2 separate regions of the Mus musculus genome follow, and region 1 is linked to region 2. A link is a contact called in public HiChIP or PLAC-seq data. All regions are on one chromosome and are shown on one strand. The core of a region is the stretch at or near the end of the contact, and the rest is flanking DNA. Distances in the headings are between cores, read along the strand shown.

Region 1 (4,855 bases), core at 1,073-3,572, 260 kb before region 2:
CATTCCTAAATATGCATTTCTAAATGTATTATCCTAAATATAATCTGATCAATCTCTACACTGTTGTCTGTATGTACCTGTATTTTCAGGATTGACCATTTGGCCCTGGACAACCAATTGGTGTGTTCTTCACTGGGGAAAATCCCCTCTCCTTTTTTTAGTGTTTCTTGCTTACCTATAGTTTTTGTGTGTGGTTGAAACTGAAAGAAAATTAAAATTCAAGGTCCATGACTCGTGCAGCTTGCTAGTTAGGAAGGCTTTTTAGGCCTAGAGCAAAGAACAAAAGCTGTAAAGTCATCCCAGGAACCAAGTAGCCATAAAGATAGGGAAGACATATAAGAATGTCCAGACTGGCCTGGCGCCTCCCTATCTCCCACCCTTCTTACATGGGTTAAATGTTAACCAGATGCTCTGCTGTTACCTCGATCTGCACGTACAGTTTGCTGATGTTTAAACTGTCCAATTGTGTGAAGCTGCTTCAATTCTTCCCCTAACCTCATTCTTTTCCTATATAAACCCCTAACTTTTGAGCCTCGTGGTCGACACCTCTGTCTCCTGCGTGAGATACGTGTTGGCCCAGAGCTCCGTCATTAAACTACCTCGTGTGTTTGCATCGAGACGGTCTGTTGTGATTCTTTGGGGGCACACTATCTCTTGACTTCGGTGGGGGTATCCCCACGGAGGTCTTTCAAAACTTTGTTAGATTTTTTTTTTTAATCTAGCTCAACATGTTCCTTGGTGTCGTCTGTGTTCAACTCACATTTGGGTGGCCATGTTGGTGAGACTTTCTTACAGAAAGTTCCTGATTAGAGTTCTGGCTCTTACAGTCTTTCAGCCCCTTCTTCTATAATATTCCCTGAATCTTAGAGCTGGGAGTGGGCTCTAATCACAATCAAATATTTGTCAAAATCCAAGGCAAGTCAGTAGAGCTATTTGTTCATGAAAAGATTATTAAATTAGTAGTTAAAGAGATTAATTTAAAAGCTTCTGTTTTAAATTACCAAATCAGCTACAAAGCTCATACTCTATAGATTTATATAAATTCAACTATACCTTTAACTTTTAACTAAAATCTATAGATAATGCCTTAGTGTTAGGATAAAAGAAAAAGAAAGTCAAAAGAATAGTCTCTAGCTTACAAGGAGGCCTAGCATTGCAGTTAGCTGATTATTCTTTTGGTTAGAGAATGCCCATCATCAGGCAGGGAGACAAAAAGCCATGATAAAGAGGCAGAAAAATTAGTCATTTAATTTGTATTTTTCTGTATTGTTATTTATACTGTATTTCCTGTGTTTATATTTATACAGTATTTTCCCCCACTCTCCATTTATCCAGTTTGAATGTCACAGCTTTCCTCCTCGACTTCTCTTCTCTAAGTAACTTCTAAAGTGTACAGTTCATATGCCCTGGGGTTTTCTTTTAAACTATAATAAAATTGTCCTTGAGCTTCTGTTTGAGTCCATTACTAAATTCTTTTACTAATGAGACTCAGAACCCCAAGAGAGGGCTTTGATTTTCATTATATTATTTCTGACTTTCTTAGCCAAACAATAGTTTCTCCCACTGTTGATTTAATATTCTTTATCAAGTGTCAGACCTAATTAGTATTGGTTGAAAGGTTTTAAACATATTAAGAATGTAGGCTGTTCTCTAAATATGAAAGAAAAAGAAAGTAGAAACTACAAGACCTAAGTAATCCCTTTGACCTTCAATCCTAAACTTGTAGATTTATGATCCATTTTTTTTTACGAGTTGGAGATTGAGTCCAGGACTCTTGTATACTGGCCAAGTGCTGTGGAGCTGAAGCACATCTTCAGGCCCCAAGGGTAACAATTTTTCAAATTGATCTCATAGCTTTGTTCCAATGATATTCCAAAAATAACCAAGTATCTTTCTCATAGAACTATGTTTTAAAGCCCTGGATATTTTAATACAAATAATTTAACAATCTTTCAATATTACAAAATAAGCCAATTACTTGATGTAAATATGATAATGATTTTACAGACTATGATAGATTAATTATAGAACATTATTGGACCTTATATCTTGTACTTTATTTCTATAAGTGAGTACAGTGAAACCACTAAACTAGCCCACTCAGTGGATTTAAAGGGAAAATAATAAGTTTATTGGAAAACAAATTGCTTTGCTGTCTCACCAGAACAGAGAGCAGTAGCCTGGCAGGAAAGCAAAGCAAGTAAAGTAGACATTCTTGAGTTGAGGCAGGCTGTTCTAGAAGCACTTTGTTCCTCTTGGTTGACTGTTAAGAAAGGAGAAGAGAAGTATTGGCTCTGTGGAAAAACAGAAACTGACTTTCTGAGGAATGCTGAGTTTAGGTTTCTATTATTTGCCCAGTAAGAATCTGTCCTGGGTTGGGCCTGGGCCATTTGAAGAAGTGTCACCAGCAGAAGCATTTGGAGGCCTTGCTTTGTGACCTCAAAATTTCTAAGGAGTTTAAAACAAGAACAAGAATAAAAGTAAACATTGGTACATATGCAGCTAGAGTCAAGAGCTCCGGGGTACTGGTTAGTTCATAATGTTGTTCCACCTATAGGGTTGCAGATCCCTTTAGCTCCTTGGGTACTTTCTCTAGCTCCTCCATTGGGAGCCCTGTGATCCATCCATTAGCTGACTGTGAGCATCCTCTTCTGTGTTTGCTAGGCCCCTGCATAGTCTCACAAGAGACAGCTACATCTGGGTCCTTTCGATAAAATCTTGCTAGTGTATGCAATGGTGTCAAAGAGAGGCCCATTGGACACGCAAACTTTATATGCCCCAGTACAGGGGAATGCCAGGGCCAAAAAGGGGGAGTGGGTGGGTAGGGGAGTGGGGGTGGGTGGGTATGGGGGACTTTTGGTATAGCATTGGAAATGTAAATGAGCTAAATACCTAATAAAAATGGAAAAAAAGTAAACATTGGCAATTGAACACAAATGTGATCAAAGATCAAATATCAATATATGTAAATGTGCATATAAAAGTCTCTTTACACGTATATGCAACAAGTGTTGGCTTGCATTTTCAATATGAAATTAACATTCCTAGTAACATTTAGATTCTAATATTCTTAATTATACTTAGTTTTATAAATAAACTGCTTGTTCTTACAAAATACACATTAAACCCATGAACTTCTGCAGTGCTTCATGTTTGATGGGGTCTAATTTAGTACCAAAGCAGAAGAGGAAAGTCCTCTGATTTTTTACTTCTCTCAGTATTTTAGTTCCTCCTAATATTGTTTGCTTTTACAAATCAAAACAGTTGCAATATGGGCGTCTGAATGCAGACATTCTCATTTGCAAGGAACTACATTGACAAAACAAAACACCAGGAAACACTGGGGTGGGAGAGAGCTGCCACCCAGAGTCCTGTAGCTAAGCAACAGGCTGTTTTCTCTTCTGTAACCAAATTATCCCAGCAGTCCTCAGGAGCTCCTGTGCCCTGCAAGGTTGCAGTTGTTTGGTTTTAACTTAAGCCTGTGCCTTTTCACCTCAAGCACTCAGTGATGTCAATTCAAGTTTATAGGACAGAGGGTTTTCCGTCTCAAACCTGGGGGGTTCTGGTTTCAGATCATCTCATGAAACACTGATTACATTAAATGATGGTAATGTATGTTAGTTATATGTCATATATTGTACTTATGTATTTATGTATGTATCCATAAAAATGGATAACAAGCACTTGCTGAAAGTGCTTACAATGAGCTTGTGTTCGCTTTAAGGTCCATGCATTCATGGCAACTGTCTCCAAGTTCAAGCATAAGAAAGTGTACTTTGTTATCATTCAAGTGTTAATGACATTATTTCTTATAATGGACACCAGTGAACTTATAGTCTAAGAGAAAGTAAGTCCCAACCTAAATTCATTTTTTTTCCAATATTGAAACTACCTTCAGAAATGTATACGTATGGCACATACCTAGGACTTTTGGAATTTGGCAAACCACCATGCTGTTTTTCTTCCTTTAGGAACAATGCCATCTTAACAGATGGGTGTTAGTGTAGGCATGCCAGGGAATCAAAATGTACACCACATTCCACTACAAGGGGGCAGAATCTCATCCAGAAATGTCCGTCTGTGCCACTGAGTACAGGAATATTCCACTCCAGTCCATGTCACATACTGTTAAGCAATAGTTTACAACTACGAAGCAAGGCTTTTGCTTTTCCATTTGTATTTTGGTAATGATTTCCACTCCATCAGAAAAGGTAGGATTATTATTACAATAAGTCTTTAAGATGCAAAAATAACATTAAACCCATTTTGGTTTTTATTTTACCTAAAGAGAACACTATTTTATAGGCAGATATAGGACTCAATTGGTACCATTTTTGCCTCTGGATCCTGTAGCTTGGTTTTCAGTTAGAAACAGTTTCACTGGGTCTGTGATATCAAGAAAATTACGGAAGACTGTATTGTACTCACTGCAGAGAATCATCATCAATGCAAGGAAGCACAGCCTTAGTGGGAAACAAAAACAAAAACAAAAACAAAAACACAAACAAACAAACAAAAAACCCTGTGGTAATTATCTGGCTTTGGCTGGATTAGAAGAAAAACAGTGAAATAAAGTCACTTTTGAACCTTTGTATTATGTACCTCCCTTGTGTAAATAATGTCCTAACACCTAATAAAGTCATCTTGAATTAACATTGGTGGGATCAGGAGGAGGTAGGTGTGGTTCACACAGCTGAAACTGTTTCTGGTACTAAGAAAAGCTGGGGAGGGGGCTGTTAACACCTACAGCAACAGGCAACAGTTAATTCTACCCATACCTGAAAACTATTGTATTTTACACCTGAAAAGGCTGGTATTTGTGTCTACTTCCTTTATTGGTTAAGTGATTCCCCTG
Region 2 (4,760 bases), core at 188-2,687:
AGCTAAAACGCTTAATGTTTTTCTTTTCTTTCTTTTTTTTTTTTTCTGAATCAACTCCAGATTAAAACAGCGAATTCCATTCTCTCAGACAGCACCCCCACCCGTAATAAGAGAAGCCAAAGGAAAACTGGGAAAAGTGAGAAAATGAGAGGGGAGGGGGAAGACCCCCCCCAAGACACCCCATGTAAACACAAAATTGTCAGCATTTGTCTCAACTTCGTTCTTTTCAATGTGGCAGATAAACCCAGCCACAAACTTTGAGTGCAGCTGTTGCTGCCCTCCGTCTCCTCTTGCACTCATCGTGGACATATTAACCAGAAGAAGAGGTCTTAAAACAAAACTATGCCTTATCCGAATCACTCAAAGGTAAGCTCATTTTGTAGATAGGGCTTCTAGAAGCAGAGTCGCCCTACAGTGGCAACAAAGCAGATAAAGTGTCTGCAGTCCCAACCCCCTGCCCCCTCCCTTCGCATCTCTCGCTCTCCCCACCCCCGTCCAAGTCAAGTTTATAAACAGCAACTTTCGAACTGATCACTCACGTTGGTGACCACGTAAGGCACTTGCTGGTCATAAAATCCATCCATTCTGCTCCTCTTCGCAAATATTAGCTCAGTGTTTTATATTTTGAGCATTTAGCTGGAGATTTCCTCGGGATCTGGACTTCTATCAACCTAGAGGGGAACAAGATGGCTTTTAGGCTTAAAAAAAAAAAAATCATGAATGAAGCTCTTGCATTTGCATAGCTAATTACCCTCGACAGCCCCATTCACAAAAATAACCCTCCCCTACGCCGCCTTCTTCACCTGGATCCAAAGAGAGCCAAGAGAGTTCACAATTTACATACTTTCGGTCGTATCAAAAATCCTAACAAGAGGCAATGTATTTATTTACACTCTGGATGCTCCCTGCTCGGTCAGTGTACCCCAGGCGGCTCTGATTCGCAAACGTGGGCAAAACTAGCAATGGCGATCAACGAGACTTGCTTTTCACCTAACGGGACTAAAGAGACGGAGCTACCTCTTTCATAAGAATAGTTTTTGCAACCCACAACCATGCAATTATCTGGAGAGACATAAAAAGTTGTTGGAAATACCCACCTGAAGGCCACGCTAGGCGAACGGCTGCAAAAAATTCCCTCCAAATTTAATAAAAACATTAATTATTGCCCAGCACTTCCCCTTGGAAGCCGAAAGCGCCTCTGACAGAGCTGAATTCGGTGGTTTTTCCTCTACTTCTCCTCCAGGGGCCTCCAATCCAAACTGATGGATCGCTGCCTCCCATTGGCTCCACGTCTCTTTCACAAGATCAGATTTCGGGCTGTCAATCAGGCAGCTTTCGGCCCCTTCCCTTGGGTCTCCTGCGCCCCTATGCCTTTGCGACCACTCTGGGAGAAGTCGCAGGGTCCGCACCCAGGAAAAGCCACCGAGGGAAACTACTTCCTTCCTAACTCGCTGTTTTTGTTAAAACCGGAGGGATACTGAAACCTAGTGTATCGAGTCAACCAGTTCTCATTCCTAGCGTTGTTTGGTCCATTATTATGTCCTTAAAGCACTGTCGTAGAGGTTGGGGTACAGATCGAGTGTCCACAATCCCTTTTCTCTACCTTTGACCCGGAGTCCACCCACCACACGCTCCAGCCTTGCTCCTCAGAAGCTTTCGGTCCAAGCTATTTTTTTTCTCCATTTTCAACACTGTAATAGGGCTTATAAGATTTTTTTTAATACATCTTCAACAAAAATGATCTCCTTTCGTCCGTTGGACATGAAAATATTGTAAGGAAAGCAAGCGGGAGAAGCTGCTTCTAAGGAGAGGTGGCGCTGGAAGAGAGGATCCGGAGGAGTACGTAGCAGAGTGGGCGAGGAAAGTATAAAAATCAGATTCATCCTGGAGAGTGCTGAGAGGGAAAAAAACCTCCAGTGGCCACAGAGGGGTGGGGGAGGACTTGGTAGTTCAGATGCCCCCCTCCCGCACCCCTCCCCCGTCCCCGCCGTTTCCGGAGCTTTTGTTATGTATACAGAGAGGCGGAGGGTGTCACTTACTGTACTTGAAGATTTCACTTCCTCCACCAAGAAGTGGGGGAAGAGCAGGGAGGGCTCGGGTTACAAGGACAATGATGGGACCTTTGGAAGCGAGAATCTCTCTGAAGCTGCCTGCCCACAGAGCTTAGTTCTGATGTGTCCCCTTTGCAGCCGCTGCCCTACCAAGAATTGGAAGCCAGGGAGGAGTGGGGCCGGGGCTTTACGGTGCTAAAAGTCACTTGAGACCCTGGCGGGGACCAGAGCTGGGGACTAAAGGACTTTTCCAGCAGCTGTTTAGCCCCGTTGAGCAATGTGCTGCAGTTCTCAATTTCTATTTGAAAGTTTCTTCCCTTAAATGGAACATGGTGGAAACATCAAAATGGGAGCGTGCGCGCCTGGTACTCCGGACCCGCCGAGAAAGAGCGTAGTTTATGACAAAACCACTCTGCGCTTCACCAAGGGAAAAGTGTAGTCTTCCAGGGCACACACAATGCTTGCCCCAAGCCTAGTCAGGGCGCCGCGCGCGTCCTCTTTGAGAGAGGACAGTATCAGAGCCCGGGCGAGGGGTGCGTTCGAACGCTACTAGACTTTGTGAGGGTGCAACCCGAAGAGGGGAGCACAGCGTGGGTAACCCGCCAGTCTGCAAACCCCAGACAAGGCGGTAACAGTTTCCAAAGCCTTTCTGTGAGGCCAGAGCGGGACAGGTATCCAGAGCAACCGGGAGAGGGCGGAGCTTCTCGAAAGGCCCCGGGAGCTTGTCCCTGAAGCCAATGAGGAACCGTGGATTTCCAGTCCATTGTTGTTTATTGCTGACCCCGCAGCGCTCCGCCAGCGGATTGGATGCTTTCGAGCAGGGGGCGTTGCCCATTCCCCCCCCCCCCCACTCCACCTTTCGGCTCCATTCACAAAATCCCAATCTCTCTGGGTCACGTGGTTGGGGGCGTGGCGGATCAAGGAGAAAAAAAATACATAACAAAGGCCCAAGTTCCTCAAACCACAAAAGTTTTTGTTGTTGTTGTTGTTGTTGTTGTTTTGCAGGTGCGCGCAGGTGTCTGTGTGTTTCTGTTTTGGCTTTCCGCCTCTGCACACTTGGTACCAATGACCGTAGAGGAGGGGAAGTACCTTTCTATCGAAGAGCAATAGAGAGAGAGGAAGTAAGTCTAGGCTAATGGAACTCTCACATTGTATAATCCCGGGGTGCCCTGACTAAGAAAAAATCCTGAAAAGGAGGGAATTGAGAGTGGAAAGAAAGCTGAGAAAGGACTAGTAACTTTTCCTTGCTCTTCAGCACGTGGTTGTGTAAATGTGTAAGCTGTCTCACTGTGTAGAAACTATTCAGCGGTCTCCTCTCAGCAGCTGTCATTTCTACTTTGGATTTATCCCCGTGTCATTTTCTCCCCAGCTTCTTTTAGTGCACGTTTTCACACATTGCCGATTTCTAGGTCCCGAAGTCCATCATCTCTAGACAAGCCTCTTCTTTTAGGATGGTCTATCATGCTGCAGACTCTCCACATTTCTCCTTTGCAGTTCTTCAGATGGACCCCCTACCTGTTAACTATTTGACTCCCACAGTAATTGAAAGTTAAGTTCTTATGTGACTAAGGACCCTTTGTCTACAACTCCTCTGAGAAGTCTAAAATGTTGAGCGAAGTATGAGCCTTTAGCAACCGGACATTTGAAGCATGCCCCTTCTCTTGGCTCCCGTTCTCTTTCTCTGTCCTCACAGTGAGATATTTCCACTCATCCTTGCTCCTGGCTTCTTAGTGAAATACTAGCTTCTAGCCTAATGCCTAGTTATGGTCTACCCTTGGCACCGAGGAGAAGAATAATACAGTAGCAGAAGGTAAGGAAAGCGTTGAGAATTTAATTTTCAGTTGTGTTACGCTTCTTAGAAATGTCCGACCACTGAAGCAGCTGCATGCGCAAGAAGAGGTGCGCAGAAGTTGCACAAAGTTTCCACCACTTTTTAAGAATGTCTTTTAAATCAGTTTAGTACATTCCAGTCCTTCTTGAATGGAAAATTTCATTTTGGCAAGATTTCAGACATAGAATAGCAGTGCAGAGGCCAAGAGGCTTTGACATTTATTTACTCGTATTTTGAAATCCCATCTGGGTTTTGAAATAAGAGCCTTGAGTCTTGAGAGAACAACACACACACACACACACACACACACACACACACACAAACCAGTCCCTTTTTTGTTGTTGTTGTTTTTAAAGTTTGGAAAGTTTTCTATCTTGCATATAAAACTATTTAAAGCTTTATAGTTCCTTTGCAACTATTTTATGAAATAAAATAATATACATTAGTGGTTTGTCTGCAGTTGATGTATGGCGTTGAAAATGCATGCTAAGTAATTGGATTTCTAAAAGTGGTTTGAGAAAAAAATACAAACTCTCGCGGATCTACTTTTTAAAAAGTGCTTAATATAGCAGGCAAAGCTTGAAGCACACAGGGGAGGGAAATACTGGGGAGGGTAGTGTGGGAGAGGGAGGGAGGAGCACCTTCTCAGAGGCTAAGGGGAGGGCGAATGAGATGAAGAACTCTGGAAGGGGGGACCAGGAAAGGGGGGAAACATTTGGGGTATAAATAAAATAATTAATTAAAAATTATATTTATGCCTAAATAAGACGTGTATTCTAATAAATTTTCAGGTAAATTAAACTAGAAAAAATAATCGCAGGCAAAGTGCCTATGCCTTAATTTCAGAACTTAGGAGGCAGAGGCAGGAGAAAGGCCTC

Evidence for each region. HiChIP or PLAC-seq counts read pairs in DNA pulled down with a chosen protein or histone mark.
Region 1: an H3K4me3 HiChIP or PLAC-seq map of bone marrow-derived macrophages shows a contact between it and region 2, with 5 times the contacts expected there. The contact joins the enhancer-like site here to the promoter of Etv1 in region 2. A contact is called at or near these places in 5 of 39 promoter capture datasets (the 3T3-L1 cell line, 3T3-L1-derived adipocytes, the C10 cell line and 2 more), 12 of 484 Hi-C or Micro-C datasets (the AtT-20 cell line, the N1E-115 cell line, brain and 7 more), 3 of 115 datasets of contacts at active chromatin or transcription factors (bone marrow-derived macrophages, embryonic limb bud and large pre-B cells) and 4 of 9 other capture datasets (adipose tissue, liver, macrophages and 1 more).

What each region holds. Positions count from the first base shown.
Region 1 is chr12:39,037,453-39,042,307 of GRCm38.p6, reverse strand. No RefSeq gene overlaps it. Among named protein-coding and RNA genes, the nearest start is that of Gm34662, 56 kb to the right of the region's middle. Within about 2 kb of position 2,322, at least 13 of the 459 cell types and tissues checked have an H3K27ac peak or open chromatin away from gene starts, as enhancers often do. A contact at or near this core is called in adipose tissue, bone marrow-derived macrophages, cerebellar granule neurons and 1 more, where this site is marked.
Region 2 is chr12:38,776,759-38,781,518 of GRCm38.p6, reverse strand. It overlaps Etv1 (ets variant 1), which reads right to left and starts at 1,437. Exons shown (of 13, transcript NM_007960.5): 1 at 1,098-1,437; 2 at 540-671. The coding sequence starts at 584.